2 separate regions of the Manis pentadactyla genome follow, and region 2 is linked to region 1. Evidence: chromatin contacts called from public Hi-C data. All regions are on one chromosome and are shown on one strand. The core of a region is the stretch at or near the end of the contact, and the rest is flanking DNA. Distances in the headings are between cores, read along the strand shown. Region 1 holds the start of ARHGAP21 (Rho GTPase activating protein 21). Region 2 holds the start of ENKUR (enkurin, TRPC channel interacting protein).

Region 1 (7,881 bases), core at 2,202-4,701:
GTTTAAAGGATAACAATATTCTGTACATTTAGCAAGCAAATGACAGAATCTATAACAAACTAAATGCAATATAGTTAATATAGAAAGAAACTCCAAATATAAGAAAAAAGGACAGGAGAGGCAACAGGGCATATGGGTGTCATAAATGGGTTTACTAATTTCTGTCCTGCCTGCTCAAAGAATTTCAGGAAACCTGGCATAAAATCTTCTGTGCCCTCTCAAAGATGATGGTCTGAAGGCAAACCAAGTCACCTGACACCCCCAAGCAGCTCTCAAAACTGAGCAAAGGAAAAGCATAAATAAAAAAACAGTAAAGGCAAGAGATTTTTCAGAGTTGGAATTACAACTGTATAGAACACTTGCAAGGCTGTGCCTAAACTGTCTATGGGAAGACTGGTTCTTAAACTCAAAGCAGAGATCCACACCAACCGCAAGTTAGGACACCCACCCGTGTCCAACTGAGACTAAGGTCCTGGTGCAACAAGCTACCCTCTCTCCACTGGGGAGGGCAAACACACAAGATGCATAAAGCCATCCCTCTAACTAGACCAACTCCAAAAACACTGCAGGATAGGGACTGAAAGGAAACACAGGATTGTAGCAGTCCCAGCCTCGTGACATGGGAGAATTCCCTGCTCTGTGGTGACCAACATGGGGACATTTCAAAGTGAGGACAGCATTCTTCCAAAGAATCACTACAAGTTCCTGGAAATGAAAATGGGCAAGGCTACCCTTTGCTACTAGTCCAGGTGGGGTGCTCCCACCAACCAGCCCAAAGGCCCTAAAGACCCCTTCTGAGGCCAGGTGACAGCTGACCCCCCAATGGCAGGACAACTCACAGACACAGGCCACAACAGCCGAGGTTGGTCCCATTGTGCTTACCTCCCTGGCGGGGGACTCGCAGGCCTTAAGCTTGTCGCCATCTCCCTCTGGCAGACCAGTCCGGCGTGTGGCCATCATTTCATTTCAAATAACAGAGAAGGGACCAACCCTTTGGAGTCCACATTGGTGGAGGAAATACCACCACACAGCAAAAAGAGAAGAATTCCACACTATGCTCGGAGGAGGTGCAGGGCTGGTGAAACTAATGAGTCAGGGAATGAATGTTTGTATGAAGCCCCTTCAAAATACCCTGATGATTTCTTTGGACTTCAAATGACTTCAGCGTCTTCGTCCATTTCTCGGGACTTAAAAAAAAAACCAAAGAAGACAGATCTTCTTGGCAGCTGGTGAGGCCAATGGGAGAGAGCGGTCCCCTTCCTCTAAGCGCTACTCCTGGACCAAGAGGAATCTGAGAGGGTCGTGAAGGCTCAAACGTCAGCTCCCAAAGAGATCTCTCCTAGAACATGGAAAAGGGAGAGGGTATGAACTCTCTCCAAACGCTGACCTTAGCCTTGCCCACAAGTCCACCCGAAGTTCGCGTTTCCAACACTTGGAAAGGTTATTCGGTCCCTGCTGATGAACCAAACGAATTAGTGATGACATAATGCTCCCATACAAAAAAAGAAAAACCTATAAATTGGGGGGAAAATGAGAAACATCAGAACTGCCCGGTGGCTGCGTCAAACACTCGTGGCTGTGCAGCCTTCCAGAAAATAACTCTCCTTTCAAGTGCCTTTTAATTAATGTATTTTCTGGGCAGAAGAGAGGGAATGTCTATGTTCTGCATCACCCAGATACGTACACTTGGCGTAAATTTTGTCACCACAAGATTAAAATCCGGTAACACTATACAAATACCCTCCTTGCTGCCCTCCAGCTCTCCCCTAAGCTCCCCCCGAAAAATACAAAAACAAAAAGCCAGTCTCGGACTCAACCAGCACCGGCTGGGCGGGCGATCCAAGCGGGCTGGGTGACTCGGGGCGCCTGACCCCTGCGCCCCGCCGGGTGTCTCCGCGGAGGCGGCTGTTTTCCTTGGCCGCCGGCGGGGCTGGGTGGGGACGGCGCGGGGGACCGGGCGCAGCTCCCCCTCCGGGGCATTATTCCCGAGCGGCATCAGTGCAGCCGCAGCCATAATAACTTTTCTTCAGTTGCTGCTCCCCGAACTACCATTCGACACTATCCTCCCCTTTCCCTGTGGCCACCTAGGGAAGTAAGAAAAAAAATAGGAAAACGAAAACCACCACCCACCTACCACTATTTCCTCCGCCCCTTCCAGAGGCGGGTCGGGGATCTCGGTTCCCCGGGAAGGGCGGCCCAAATCCGCACTTTCTAAAAGCAGTGGGGAGGCCGGGGGGAAAGACAAAAAGCGAGGGGCTTACCGGTCCCGCCCGCTTGGCCCAGCTTCCGAGGCGCGGCGGCAAGCTGGAGCGGGGACGCGGGCCGGGCGCCGGGCCCGGCCGGGACGCGCTAGGCCGCAGGCTCGGTTAATATTCATGAGCGGCCGGGAGGCGCCCCTCCTCCACGGCCCGCCGGCCGGACCCCGGCGCCGCCGCCGCCGCCGGCCTTTGTGCCCTTCCCTCCTGCCCGCGGCCCTCCCTCGCCCCGCACGCGAGGGCGCGGCTCCTCCGCCCCCGCCCGGCGCCCGCCGCGGGCTCCCGCCGGCCCAGCGCCAGCGCCGGGCGGGGTGGCCTGAGGTGGCGGGAAGGGAGGGAGTCGCGGCCGGCAGGGCTCTCCACCCGCCCGCGGGCGCTGCGCTCTCTCGGCTAAGGCGAAAAAGAAAGCGGACACGCACCGGAGGACGCGGGGCGAGTGGATCCTCGCGCGGCTGGCCAGCCCCAGGACAGCGCGCCCCGCATGCCCGACGCGAGCCGGGCCGAGTGGGAGGACGAGCCAGAGCTGGCCGCCGCCGTGCTCCGAGGCCGCCGCCCCCGGCCGGCCGTTCCCAGGCACCGCCGCGACCTGCCCCGGCCGGCCCTGGGCTCTCGGCCGCCGCGGGAGGGCGTGGGGCGGGGCGGCGGCCGCCGGACTCTCCCCTCGCCTCGCTGGGCCGGGCCGGGGCCGCGCTTGGGCGCCGCGATCGCCAAAGTGACAGAAGCGCCTCGCTCCGCCGCCGCGCCAAGCTGTTTCCCGGGGGCGGATTTCTCGCTTCTTCCTCCCTGGATCCACCTCCTCCCACTCCACCTCCTTCCCCTCCCCTCCCCAAGGGAGGTTCTGGGGCTGAATATTTTGTGTCTTGAATAATACGGTCCCGGGAACCGACGAGGGAGAGGGGATTAGCCTCAGGGAGTGTGTGTGTGTGTGTCTCGGGACTCCAAGCCCTCGCTGCCCCCTCCCGCAGCGCCCCCGAAAACCAGGCACGCGAAACCTCCCGCCTTCCCCGACCTCCCCAGAGTGGAGCGGGAGCGGCCAGGAACCGGGTCTGGACCGGGAAGGTTGGGCGCGCTGCGTCGGAGCGGAGAGGGGCGATTACACAGCCAGATAAGTGGGGCGGAGGGCTCACTCGTCCCCGACTGAGGGGCACACGTCTTGTTGAATTTTTGCCCCTTTTCTGTTTGAGAAAGGGTAAGGAGCTGCAATACGATGTATGACTTCAAGATAAGGGAGTGTCCTTTCACGTCCAACAGCAAATAACTTCCCGCGGTGGGGTAAGGGCGTCGCGGCGAGGCGCTGTTCGTTCGGTTCGTCTGCCTTTTATAAGTCTTGAGAGCAGCCGGGTGAATTCGGCGCGGCTAGCGGAACACGGGAGGGCTGCCGCGCCGGCACTCCACAGGTCACCGCGGCTCGGGCCCCACGCACACCGCCGCCCCTCCTCGGGCAATTCCCGGGCACGCCCCGCCCTGCCGCGCCGCACTACATCTCCCGCTGCAAACGGCCCAATCAGGAGACGCGACGGGAGAACGCAAGCCAGTCGGGGGCTGCTGACTCAGGCTTCCCCACCCACGGCCCCGCCCGCAGCACGCACGCCAACCGCCCCTTGGTATCCCCATCCCACCCCGCCCCCGCTCTAGGGAGGTGCCCACCCGGTCCTGTCCGCGCCGGGCTGCGGAGGAGTCGCCCGCCGAGGCGGTGGCGTGTGTCGCCTTGTCACCCTCTTCCTCGCCCCTCCGCTCACCCCCCTCCTTTCCCTGTACTCCCGCTGGTGCTGTTGCGGGTCGTTTTTATCCCCACTCCGGCGGGGGGCCACCAGCTATTGTGTATTGTGTCTCATCAGCTGCCACCACCACCCTAAAGGAAAAAAGAACAAAACCGAGAAGCTGTAGCGTCTGCTTACGTTTCCTTCTTAGAGCTTTCCCCGGAGGGTTTAGACACACCTCCCAGCCCCTGCACCCGGCCTGCCGCCTTGGAGCCTTTTTCTCGAGGGGAAAAAAGAAATTCCCTGTGGCCTAAATACCTGTGCCTTAGTTTTCAGATCTTCCTGAGTGGAAGATGGCAAACATTTAGAACGTACAACTAAATTCTCAGCCTCAAATAGAGGAAAGACATTGGCTAGATCATTTTTATATAGCCCTGGAATTTGCACATTCGTGACAGCCCTTGACAAAACCAGTCAGCCAATAACAAAGAAAAAGAAAAAAAAAAGAATAAAATAGAGGGAATGTCTGCCAATCAGCTGGTAATTTACTGAACAGCCCACTGTGCTATAGCAGTATCCAGTTCTAGATACTGTTGAGTAAATTAACCAGAAGTGAATAGACATGCAGAGTTCAAGCAGCGTACCTCTCCAGTGGGCTTACAGAATGTGTCCAGAAACGGAAAACAATTTTAGGCACAAAACAGCTCCTTACAAAAGCAAATGTGCGTGCATCGCATAACTGAATATCTCACAACTGAGGACATCTAGGGTGAAGGTTTTTGTAATGGAAATTTCTATAAATGTTGATTTTGAAAAAGGTTTTCAGCTTGATAAAGGGGAGAAAATAATGGCCATGGGAGTAATGAAAAGGAGGTAAAACACGTTTAGGAATTGTGAAAAAATAACATGACTTAGAAAGACATTTCTATAAGAGGTAAAGGGAAGGATCAAGATTACAGCCCAGCTCCATCATTTACCATGGGATGCAGGGAGGTGTCAATAATAGTGACTACCCCCATCTATATAGCACTGCCTTCCAGCCAGGTATGCTTCCAAGAGCTTTACCCACCTCTTAACGAGATAGGTGTGTGGCAGACCCAGGATTTAAACCCAAGGGGTCACCTCCAGAGTCCATGTTTTCTTCACAACATTGTACTACGTCTAACAAATTTTCCATAATAACAGCAACAATAGCTAGCATTTACTTAGCTTATTATGTGCTAATTATTGTGTTTATGGGTAACTAATTTAGTCCCACTTCTGAAATAGTTATGACCATGATGTTCCAATATTGGGGGATGTTTTTAAGAACCATTATGATAAGTTACAAGCTTATGTATTGTATTTATGTTAGGACAGGTGATGTTCTAAAATTTGGGAGTATTTTTAAGAAACATGATCGGTTGCTATCATATGTATCTTATGTGTATTAGTTTATCTGAATGAGAAAGGAAAAGCACAGAACTAAGATTTGGGAAACCTGGGTCCTAATCCTCTCCCTGGGACCTCCAAATATGATCGTACCTTCCCTTCCCTGTTGGGCTGCTGAGCACATCAAATAGGATAAAAGATGTAAAGGAGCTTCCAAGACGTAAAAATATTATTCCGATTAAAACAATATTATGAAACAGGTTTGTTCAGTTTCCTCAACAGGAGTCCTACTCTTTATAACGTGTTATTGATATTTACTAGGAACATATTAACCCAGTTAAAAATTAGGTCTATTCCTCTCTGAAGGTACAAGCGATAATAATATTTTAATAACTGTCCAAGCTCTCATTTAGACGTCTTCTAAGTAGACCAAAGTGGACGCCCTCTAAAGAATCTGGAAGGTGACAGCCATCAGTCATTCTCCATTCCAAAGGCTGCCAGTATAATTAGTGGAGGAAGCAAACCCTTGGAGTTCTTCAGCTGCCCATCTTGGGCATGTTACTCTGTTAACACCTCCACCAGAGGGAGGGCAAGAGAAAGGAAAAGGAGCCAAACTGAACTCAATGTGGCTGCTTGTTAACCGCCCCAGTAAGAGGTTTGATGAAACAGTAGATTTGGGGGTCCTTGTAACTGGAAAGAGATTTGGAATTAACTGTGGGTTTCATAATTGATATCTTGATAGTTTTCTTTATTCCAAACATCATGGATAAGCAAGAACTAACAGTAGATCCAGCTTTGTTTACTTTGAAAGGCTGAATTTTTGCTTTTTTGAGCATAGCTAATGTGTGGATTTCCTGTAATCTGACTTCTTAGTTTCCCTTGAAATAGCCTCAGAAATTACAATAGCTATGTTAATAACAATTATAAGACAACTTTCTACGCTATAATTCTCACAATGGAGGCAAGACATTTTTAAAGATGGGAACTATATCCTCAAAGCGTAAGTTTTCACTTTCTTAATGATATGATAATATTGTTTTGGTAAACCATTATCAAGGAAAAATGTCAGAGCCAAAAATAGAATCAAAATGTCCTGGCGTCTGGTCTAATGTAATTCTCTGATAATCTATGGATGATTTCTACTCTGAATATAGAAGAAGTTGGCAATGCTAAGAGGCATGAGTATTTGCCAGTGAATTCCACAGATGAAATGTGTAATTTGTGATGAAGCATTTGCAAAACTATGTGTCTAGGCAGTTAAGACCAATGGCTCTCAGAAGAGTAAGAAATATTTTGATTTCAGGACAATATAGTGCACTTATTTTCTTATTCATACAATACCAAAAAGACACATAATCTACTAGTATTTCTTTGAAAAAGCTTCCACGTTGAACTGAAGAGCTCCAGAAAAACCACCTCTCTCACAAGCCATGTAACTAGCATAATCCAGAGAAGAGAGTGATTTTCCACACCATACAATTTCAAAAATTCTTCTTCCTTCATCATCTCTGTGAAATTAATAACGTAAATGGTTTGCTAACTTAATGCTCTGCATTTGCTAGATATATGACTTATCATTTCTGTCCACATGATTATTACCTATCTTCAATTATTAATTTCTAACCTAGAGGGTAGTGTTGTTATTTAATTCACTGTGTACACTGCCTAGCAAAGTACCCCACACAATAGGTAAGTTTGAATAAATTTTTCTGCCCTCAGCTTACTGTGGTCTTTTTCTCCTCTGGACTGGTTGGTACTCTGCTTGGGTGCTTCTTTTCAATTTATTTGTTTGTTGCTATTAATTAGTTGCTTGATCATAAATAATCTTACTTAATTAAATATTAGCTACTTTTCTATCTAGATTGCAAACTTCTCTAGGGCAGATTCCTTGGACTTTTCTTTCTTCTCAGACCTCCTTAATACCTACCACACAGATATCACTTTTATGCATAGCTATCACTACAAAATTATTCAAGAAATGAATGATGATTGTGTCATGATTATTAATAAATATATCTTAAGAAATACCTGTATGACAAACAACTTCAGCTTGCAGGAAGACATATGTCTATATCTGTGTACATATGCCTAAAATGGATAATATAAATTAGAAGAATTATCCACAAAGGGCCTCAACTTCCATAAATGCTACATTTTATGTCTTTACCTAACTTCACCTCTGGTGACTGAGCTGTTTTTTGGCTATAACACCATATCAAAAATTAATATCACTTTCATCTTGTCAGTAATTATAAAATTTTAGCCCAAGTTTATCCATAATTATGTACCAAACATTTTCTTCTGGATTCAAATTGTTTTTCAGCACCAGCATCTCCATAATTAAAATTGAGTGATATGGTATGCTCATCAGCACTAGTAAGAGTTTATTTCTAATTTTAAAAAAAGTGCAAGTTTTTGTTAAATCTTAAGAATCATGACTTTCATATATAAGCATTCCAATTTTCCTGAAAATATAAGACCAGTGTTTTAAATGTTTCTGCCTACCCAACTACATATTAGCTGAAACATCTGTGAAAATACTGTACAATCTGGGT
Region 2 (7,881 bases), core at 3,666-6,165, 200 kb after region 1:
CATGACTAAAAGGGAAAAGTCCCTTCTGGAATATCCATTCATTACTGTTTCCCAGGCCTTCAATTCTACCACATTCATTAGGTGATTCTACAAATGATAGCACATCTACAGTTGTGTGCTTGCTTTTCCTGGTGTTTTTGAAATCTTCTCTGTGAACTGTGAGGTTTAGGTCAAGAATGGATATATATATATATATATAAGCATGAGAAGAGCATTTGGATAAAAATAACAGGAGATGAAAAGAAGTGTTATTATTGTGGAAGTCTGCAGACACTGGACAACCAGATAAAAAATTTGAGCAAGAACTTCCAAGACTAATCATAAAACTCTATCCAAGGCCATATATTTGCAGTAATGGAGCAAAATTTAGCAAAAAATTCATTATGCCAAGAATAAAGACTTTGGAAAATTCTTGACTTTCTTTGAACATAAATTAATTTAAAAGGACTACTACTTCCCCAATTAAATTATTGACTAAATTTAGTCAACAAAGTATATAAGAACCTCCCAAGAAAATGACTATATCATCTAAGATTTCATAATAGTTAAAAGTGCTTATCTAAGTCAGACACATAACCAGACTTTAAACAAGGAGATGTTACAAAACTTCAAAAAATATAGATTTAACAGTATGGAAATTAGACAAAATAAAGGTAGTCCTAGGAGAATGAAAAGCTCTGAAAATGAAATTCTGACTACATGTCACAGTTAATCCCAATGAAAACCAGAAAGGCTTTTAAAAATAAAAACAACCAGCAGGCATTTAGGACACTAAATGGTCCCATTTTCAAAAAACATACATCCAGGACCTCCACACTGGTGAGACTGACTGTAATTTAGGAGAGCATCTAAAAATGTATAGGGAAGCAATGATTGTATGAGCCATTTGGAGTTGTGGGCCACTGAAATGAGCATAATTTTTTTTAAATGAGATTTTTGGACTTACAAATTAAACAAATAACCTGAAACATAATAATAAGCATCGTGATGTTAGCAAAGCCTCTTACTAAAACCTAATGATAAGGTAGAAAAATATGAACTGATTAATGGGAGTATTTGGATGACTGACTCAAAACAGTATTTCTGGCAGTATTGACTCTCAAAAACAGTATTGCTGTCAGGCTAGAAGGTGTCTGGCAGCCTAATAAAGTGCAAAGTACTAATGTAGGGGGGTCACAGGGAAGGCAGCATAGCACAGGGAAGACAAGTAGTGACTCTATAGCATCTTACTGCACTGATGGACAGTGACTGCAATGGGGGCGGGGGGAACTTGATAATATGGTTGAATGTTGTAACCACAATGTTGCTCATGTGAAACCTTCATAAGATTGTATATCAATGATACCCTAATAAAAAAAAAACAGTTTGACAGAGAAAAAAATAATGTGCAAAGTACTTGTCCTGTTCAATGACAGATGGAGATAGAAAAGGCAAACTACTAGATTTGCAAATGTCACAAAGCTGGGAGGGATGGTTAAGAAAGTGTATAAAGGATTCAATATTCAAAGTGATGAGTTTAGATCAAAAAGAATTACCTACACAATTACGGAATGAAGAGAAGAACCTTGGTCATAATTCATGTGGGAATTTCAATGTGAGACAACAGTGGGACATGATTGTCAAATGCTAATGAATGCATTAATAAAAGTATTGTGTATCAAGGAAAGGAGTTAATGGTTCCATGTGCTATTCAGACAACATCTGGAATATTACCTTAAACAAAAGGGGAAGAGAGAATGATTGTAGATATTAAGTCAATGGAACCATCAATAGATCAACAGATTTGGTAAAGATCTAGCAAACCATCTCATGCATCATGAGCAACTGAAATTTTGGAAACTGATTCACGGCTGCCCATTGACTTTAATTTTTTTTTTTTGAGAGGGCATCTCTCATATTTATTGATCAAATGGTTGTTAACAACAATAAAATTCTGTATAGGGGACTCAATGCACAATCATTAATCAACCCCAAGCCTAATTCTCAATAGTATCCTATCTTCTGAAGCATAACAAACAAGTTCTTACATGGTGAACAAGTTCTTACATAGTGAGTAAGTTCTTACATGGTGAACAGTGCAAGGGCAGTCATCACAGAAACTTTTGGTTTTGATCACGCATCATGAACTATAAACAATCAGGTCAAATATGATTATTCGTTTGATTTTTATACTTGATTTATATGTGAAATCCACATTTCTCCCTTATTATTATTATTATTATTATTTTAAATAAAATGCTGAAGTGGTAGGTAGATGCAAGATAAAGGTAGAAAACATAGTTTAGTGCTGTAAGAGGGCTAATGTAGATGATCAGGTGTGTGCCTATAGACTAAGTATTAATCCATGACTTTAATATTTTTAAATCTAAGTCCTAGCTCACAGATGAACTGCAAGAGAGTGCCCTTCACCCCACTTTGGTTACAAATATCCATTTTCTAAGTTCTCATTTAATATATGCAGTTCTCATTAGGGATTTCAGAAATATAATAGTTTTATCATTAATCAATATTTTAATGTTTATATTTCAGTTCTCCAAGGAACCTGTAACCTCTGAGGTATGGGAAATCACAGCAAAGTCAATTGTTGATTTCCCCAAGGAATGCACCTCTTTTCAAAAGCTGGACAATCAGTCATCTTGCTAGTCTTGCAAAGAGTTGCAGTGAGCTTTCTTGAAGCTGGGTTTATAACTTGGTGATGCAAATATGCCTAATAGCATAATACATTTCTTTTTAAAATTAATTCTTACTATTAGTAAGGGGTTTGGGTCAGGGCAAGTTTGTGTTAGTGTGGTAAGCAAGAATTGGTTTAATGTTTTATCATGCTCTGTTTTTATAAATGTATTTTGCATGCATGAAATCTTGTCAAATTAAAAACTCCTCATGGTGGTTGCTGACAGTGCAGGTTGACATCAACCTAACAGAAAGAGTTCTTTGGTACCACATTTAGATACCTTCTATTCCCTTTACTGTAAATTCCTTTTTCCTCCTTACTGCTTCAGAGTAAACCAAAGGGTTTGTGCTGACATTACAGCACTCCCCAAGAACATTCCTCAAGAACAATGTTATACTGATGACAGGGGCTCAATTAATGCTTTAAGTGAATATTGTTCCTATAATATTTTTTGAAGAAATCATCCAAATAGAACATCTATCTAATAAGATATCTTAACACTCAAAGTCAGTCTATGGGAAATACAATCTACCTGTGGGTTACAGAAAGGAGGAGCTTTATCTTGTACAATATACAGGAAATTTTGGACAAAAACCCATTCAGACATAGTTAATTTGAGTATGCCTGAAAAACTGCTGCAGTATAATATCTTACTTTATATTCCTCTTTCCAATCTCTACTAGATTTTGGGATGCTAACAGAAAACAGTATCAGTTAAATTCTGCTCTGGTCGAAAACAGAAACTCAGGCTTAAAATGGAAGGATCTGCCTACTTAAAGATGTGATGTAGTCAAAGTACTCCATGTATCGTACCAAGTAATAATTGACCATTAGATCTGAAAGGGACCTTAAAGATTATCTAACTCACTTACTTTGTTTTACATATTAGAAAACAAATGAAAATTTATCCCTGATCCCAAAGCCAATGAGTTGCAGAGCCTGTTTCTTAACCCAGTGGTCTTTTGATGTGCTTTGATTTGCATAGGGAAAAGGAGAAAGGAAAAAGAGAGCAAACATTTTGAGTCCTAGGAGGAATGAGATTTTCTCCACTGGTTACATTCTTTTCTCCCTATAGATTTAAATATGTTCTAATTCCCTGAACAGGAGGGTAACTGGATGCTTACTTTAAGGTTACTGTTTTGAAATTAGGGTCATTTAAGAGGCCCTAACACCTATGTAAGATTTTTAACTCAGTTGTGTATTTTGGAGACACCATCCATTCTTCCTTCCATCTAACTATTTGATGAGAAAAGATCTAGAAGCCTTAGAAACTACCTAGTATATTTTGTTTCACTGATCAAAAAACTGAGGCTCAGAAAAAAACAGGAAATTATATTTGATGATAACCTTGGGGAAAAATGACTATCCCTTCAGAGAGAGCTAGCAGTATTGTAGTCAAAAAACAAAAAACCAATAACTCCTGAAGCAAAAACCAAGTATCCTAACACAGGATAATAGAATTATGATTTTGCTCTTTTCAACAAGAAATTTCACCACTATGCTGTACACCACATCAATTTACCAACAATGAATAAATTACAAAACAATCATATACTGTATGAATAGAAGGCTAACATAATAAAATGGTCCTCTCACAGCTCTAGGATGCTCTGTGAATTGTGACATGCTAAATAGCCAAATTTTGCAAACTTTTCCCTAAAAAGTTGTCATCCAAGGCTACTTTAGAGAAGCAAAAATATTATTTCTTTTTAAAAGTCAGTGATGCTTAAATAAAACTGAAATGGAATAATTATTCCCCATTCTTGTCTTAAATGATAATCTTTGCTTACACACCTACCTAGGAGGCTGGGGAGGCTCCTTCCAGTCACTGGGTATGAGGTTATAAATGCTCTCAGAAGAGCACGTTGGATCCATGGCCATCAAATGACTCCTTAAAACTACTCAGCTGTTTTCTCACTACTCCAGTATCTCGTCCGTTTTCTCACTGCTCCCTTCCTTTCCTACTCTCTTGTTTTCTCAAGAAACTAACGTTTCTCTTTCACATAATTCCTCCTTGACCTCGTCTTAGCAGCCCTCTTGGGAAGAAAATGAAATACCCTTCTATTGCTCCTGAGGTTGCTTAGCACTGTTGACGGGGCGGTTGCCATGGAAACAGTTACTACGCGACTGGAAGTGGAAAGCAGCACTGCAAACTAGGTGTCCTCTCTTTCCTCTCTGCAGCTTCTGTCTGAGAGGTTCAGTTTGGAAACCGCCGTTTATAAGTGCTCTAGGAATAACAGGGTGAAGAATGACGCCCCCTTAAAAATGTTCTTCTTTTCTGTCTATCTCTATATGTGGAGAAAAGATAAACTCTACTGGAGACAGTTGGGACGCGCACCTGGCGTGCAAGCGTCACGTAATAAAGCTCTTGTGCGCAGGCGCCAATTCCGGTACGGGTAAACTGAGCGGCGAAAGACACGCTGACGAACGCCAACGTCGAGAGCCGGACAGTGCTGAGGAGGAGCCCAAGGAGCCGGGAGGGTTAGAGAGGGTGGAGCGCGGCGAGAGTCACGTGTCCGATGGGCGGTTGCTCAGAGTGGGCACGCCGCGCTCGCAGGGCGGCCCGGCGCAGGCGCGGAGGCGGCTGCAGGGGGCGGGGTCGGCCCTAAAGCGAGGCTTCGGGCCTGGGTTGAGGGCGAGCTAGGGAGAGTGCCGGGGGTTCCGGGCTCCATCCCGAGGCGGCGCTGGCGGCTCCTGGACTCTTCTTTTCGTTTCCTTTCCTTTTCCCCCCGTCTTCTCAGTGTGATTTTCTTGGTGAGTTATTTGAGGAGAAAGAAAGGGAAACTGTAGAAACCAACCCATGCCCATCGCATGCTTTACCGTTTCGTCGCTTTCCGTTACTCGGTTGTGATCGCGACCCTATGTGTGTCCTCGTTTTTCCGCTGCTTTTGACCTGGGATGCTCGTCCTCCGCGCAGCCCTGCGCGCCACCTGTGGCAGAGCGCGTCCACGCCCTCCCATCCACCTGTCGCGCGCAACCCTCCCCTCCGGCTTCCTGCTTCTGCGCCTCGCGGGTTCCTGTGCCCTCCGTCCTCTTTACCCCCTGATCCGGCCCCTCCTCTCAGGTAATTCTACACAGACGTGTGGACTTTGTTTTTTAAACGATCAGCCTAAGTCAGAAGGGGAAGCTTTTTAAGTGGGCCCTTGAATTTTCATATTATTTGGTGTTCCTTTTTGAAAAGTGTCTTTTGTGACAAGCGGTTTCGTTCCGTTTGGAACCATTAGATCTTCTGTACACCTATTTATGCCTCCATGACTGCTGAAAGAAACTCATTTAGAAGGCTTTGCCATCCCAAGCCTCTAAAAGATATTTGGCAGTATGATTTAAGAAAGAATATAGATGTTCTGAACCAGCCTTGCAGAGGCCACTGTGCCCAAGGGGAATAAAGATGTTCGAAGATAAAGGAGAACACTAGTTTTGGTCGTCTCACTGTCAGGGTGCTCGGTAGAGGGATTAAAACAGCACAGTGGCTCGGTTAAGTTGGTTGCTACTTACAAAGCTTTGCTGAATGTGTAGGGTTGCTTGGACTCTTAGTGAAGTTCATTATCTAAGAATAAATACAGTTTTTTCTTATGCAGTTGATCGGATTATTTTTATCCCAGGCATTTTACAAACATCTTATTTCGGGTAAATGGCACCTTGAAGATGGTGCCCCAGTTGCTCCCGTCAGATTTTGTTTTTCAAAGTATTTAAATGTATATACCACTTTGCCCTTCTCCTTCTCCTTTCACTGTTGCTTTTGGAGTGTTTTTGTTGTTGTTGGCTTTTGATTTTGGGGGGTTTTTTTGCTTAACATATATAGAGAAAAATGTCTTCTCTATACATGCAAAGATTTAGACTGAAGATGCAGAATGATTACATCATTACCAAAAGCATAGTCATTGGCCAAACTTATAAATTTTCTAATTAGAAGGAACATTTGGAGTATATTCATGCTAATCAGTTCCTAAAACAGCCAGAAAGAGTTCCCCTTGGTATTAACCGCCCTTAAATAGTCTTGACTTTCTAGTGTTACTGAATACAGTAATTTCACTGATGTCACTATATTGTAATTTAAAAGATACTAAACAGAATTTAATATGTCACGAGTATATTTTAAGTTTACAATCATGATGAGGTTAAATCATGTGGAAAGGAGATTTTTTTTACTTCGATATTTGGCCCATAATTCTGCTTGCCTTTTGAAAGAATATTTACAAAGAATGTATTTCTAGTTTTATAATTCCCTCAAAATGGCAATACTGTTCAAGAAACGGCTATGTGCATGTATGTGCACTGGGTATTATTGTTGGTATACCATCAGAGGTAATGAACTTTTTCTGTAAAGGGCTAGATAATAAATATTTTAGGCCTTTGTAGGCCAGATGGTTTGTCAAAGCTACTCAACCCAGCATTGTAGCTCAAAGGCAACCAAAGACATTACTAAACAAATGAACAAGCAGAGTTGTGTTCCTGTGAAACTTAATTTACAAAAAGGGTAGTGGGCCAGATGTGGCCTGTGGGTTTTAGTTTGCACAGACCCTTGGTGTAAGTGGCTTGTATGTACAAACTAGGTTGTTTTGCTGATGATTAATATGCTTAGATGAATAAAGTGGGTGTAGGTGGGAATATAAATAAGACAATTGGGAGGAAAATAAACCCTTCATAAAGACAGACACTGTTTACAATATTTTTCTAAGTTATAGAATTAAAAAGAGTACTCAGAAAGTCTTTTTGAATTAAATACTCAAGACCATTACGAGGGTATCTAATAGCAAAAAACTTAATAGGAAAGGCTTACCAGTTTGATACTAAGATGAAGGCAAAGATGAGCAGTAAACTTGGAAAATTATGCTTTTGATTGTAAGATTCCTATGATTAGAACATGGCACTGGGGTGTGTGGTCCTACCCTCTCCACCTTGTCACTTCCAGGCAGGTAGGACTTCCAGGGAGGTAGGAGCTGACTGACTGGAGGGCTTGTTGAGAGGATTTTTGATCAGTGGGTAGATGCTGCAGGTCTTTACCTCTCCGTGGTTAGTTTATATCCTTTTATAGTCACATTATTTCTTGTTACTTACTGGAAAACAATTTATGGCTGTAACAATGCAGTAATTTAAGCCTTTTAAACTTCAGTATCTTTCATAGATGTAGTCTTCTGAGAAATTTACATAGACATTGCATTAATACAGGATGACAAGCATAATCATGGCATAAATGTTTTCAAAAGTTC

The links. Hi-C and Micro-C count contacts between places; a contact is called where the count stands out from the background.
Region 2: a contact with region 1 is called in a Hi-C map of fibroblasts, with 3 times the contacts expected there. The contact joins the promoter of ENKUR here to the promoter of ARHGAP21 in region 1. A contact is called at or near these places in 2 of 3 Hi-C or Micro-C datasets (fibroblasts and skin fibroblasts).

What each region holds. Positions count from the first base shown.
Region 1 is chr3:112,402,201-112,410,081 of mManPen7.hap1, forward strand. It overlaps ARHGAP21 (Rho GTPase activating protein 21), which reads right to left and starts at 3,452. Exons shown (of 27, transcript XM_057498287.1): 1 at 2,675-3,452.
Region 2 is chr3:112,601,841-112,609,721 of mManPen7.hap1, forward strand. ENKUR (enkurin, TRPC channel interacting protein) reads right to left here and starts at 4,916. Exons shown (of 5, transcript XM_036880926.2): 1 at 4,470-4,916. The coding sequence starts at 4,552. THNSL1 (threonine synthase like 1) reads left to right here and starts at 5,225. Exons shown (of 3, transcript XM_036880925.2): 1 at 5,225-5,425.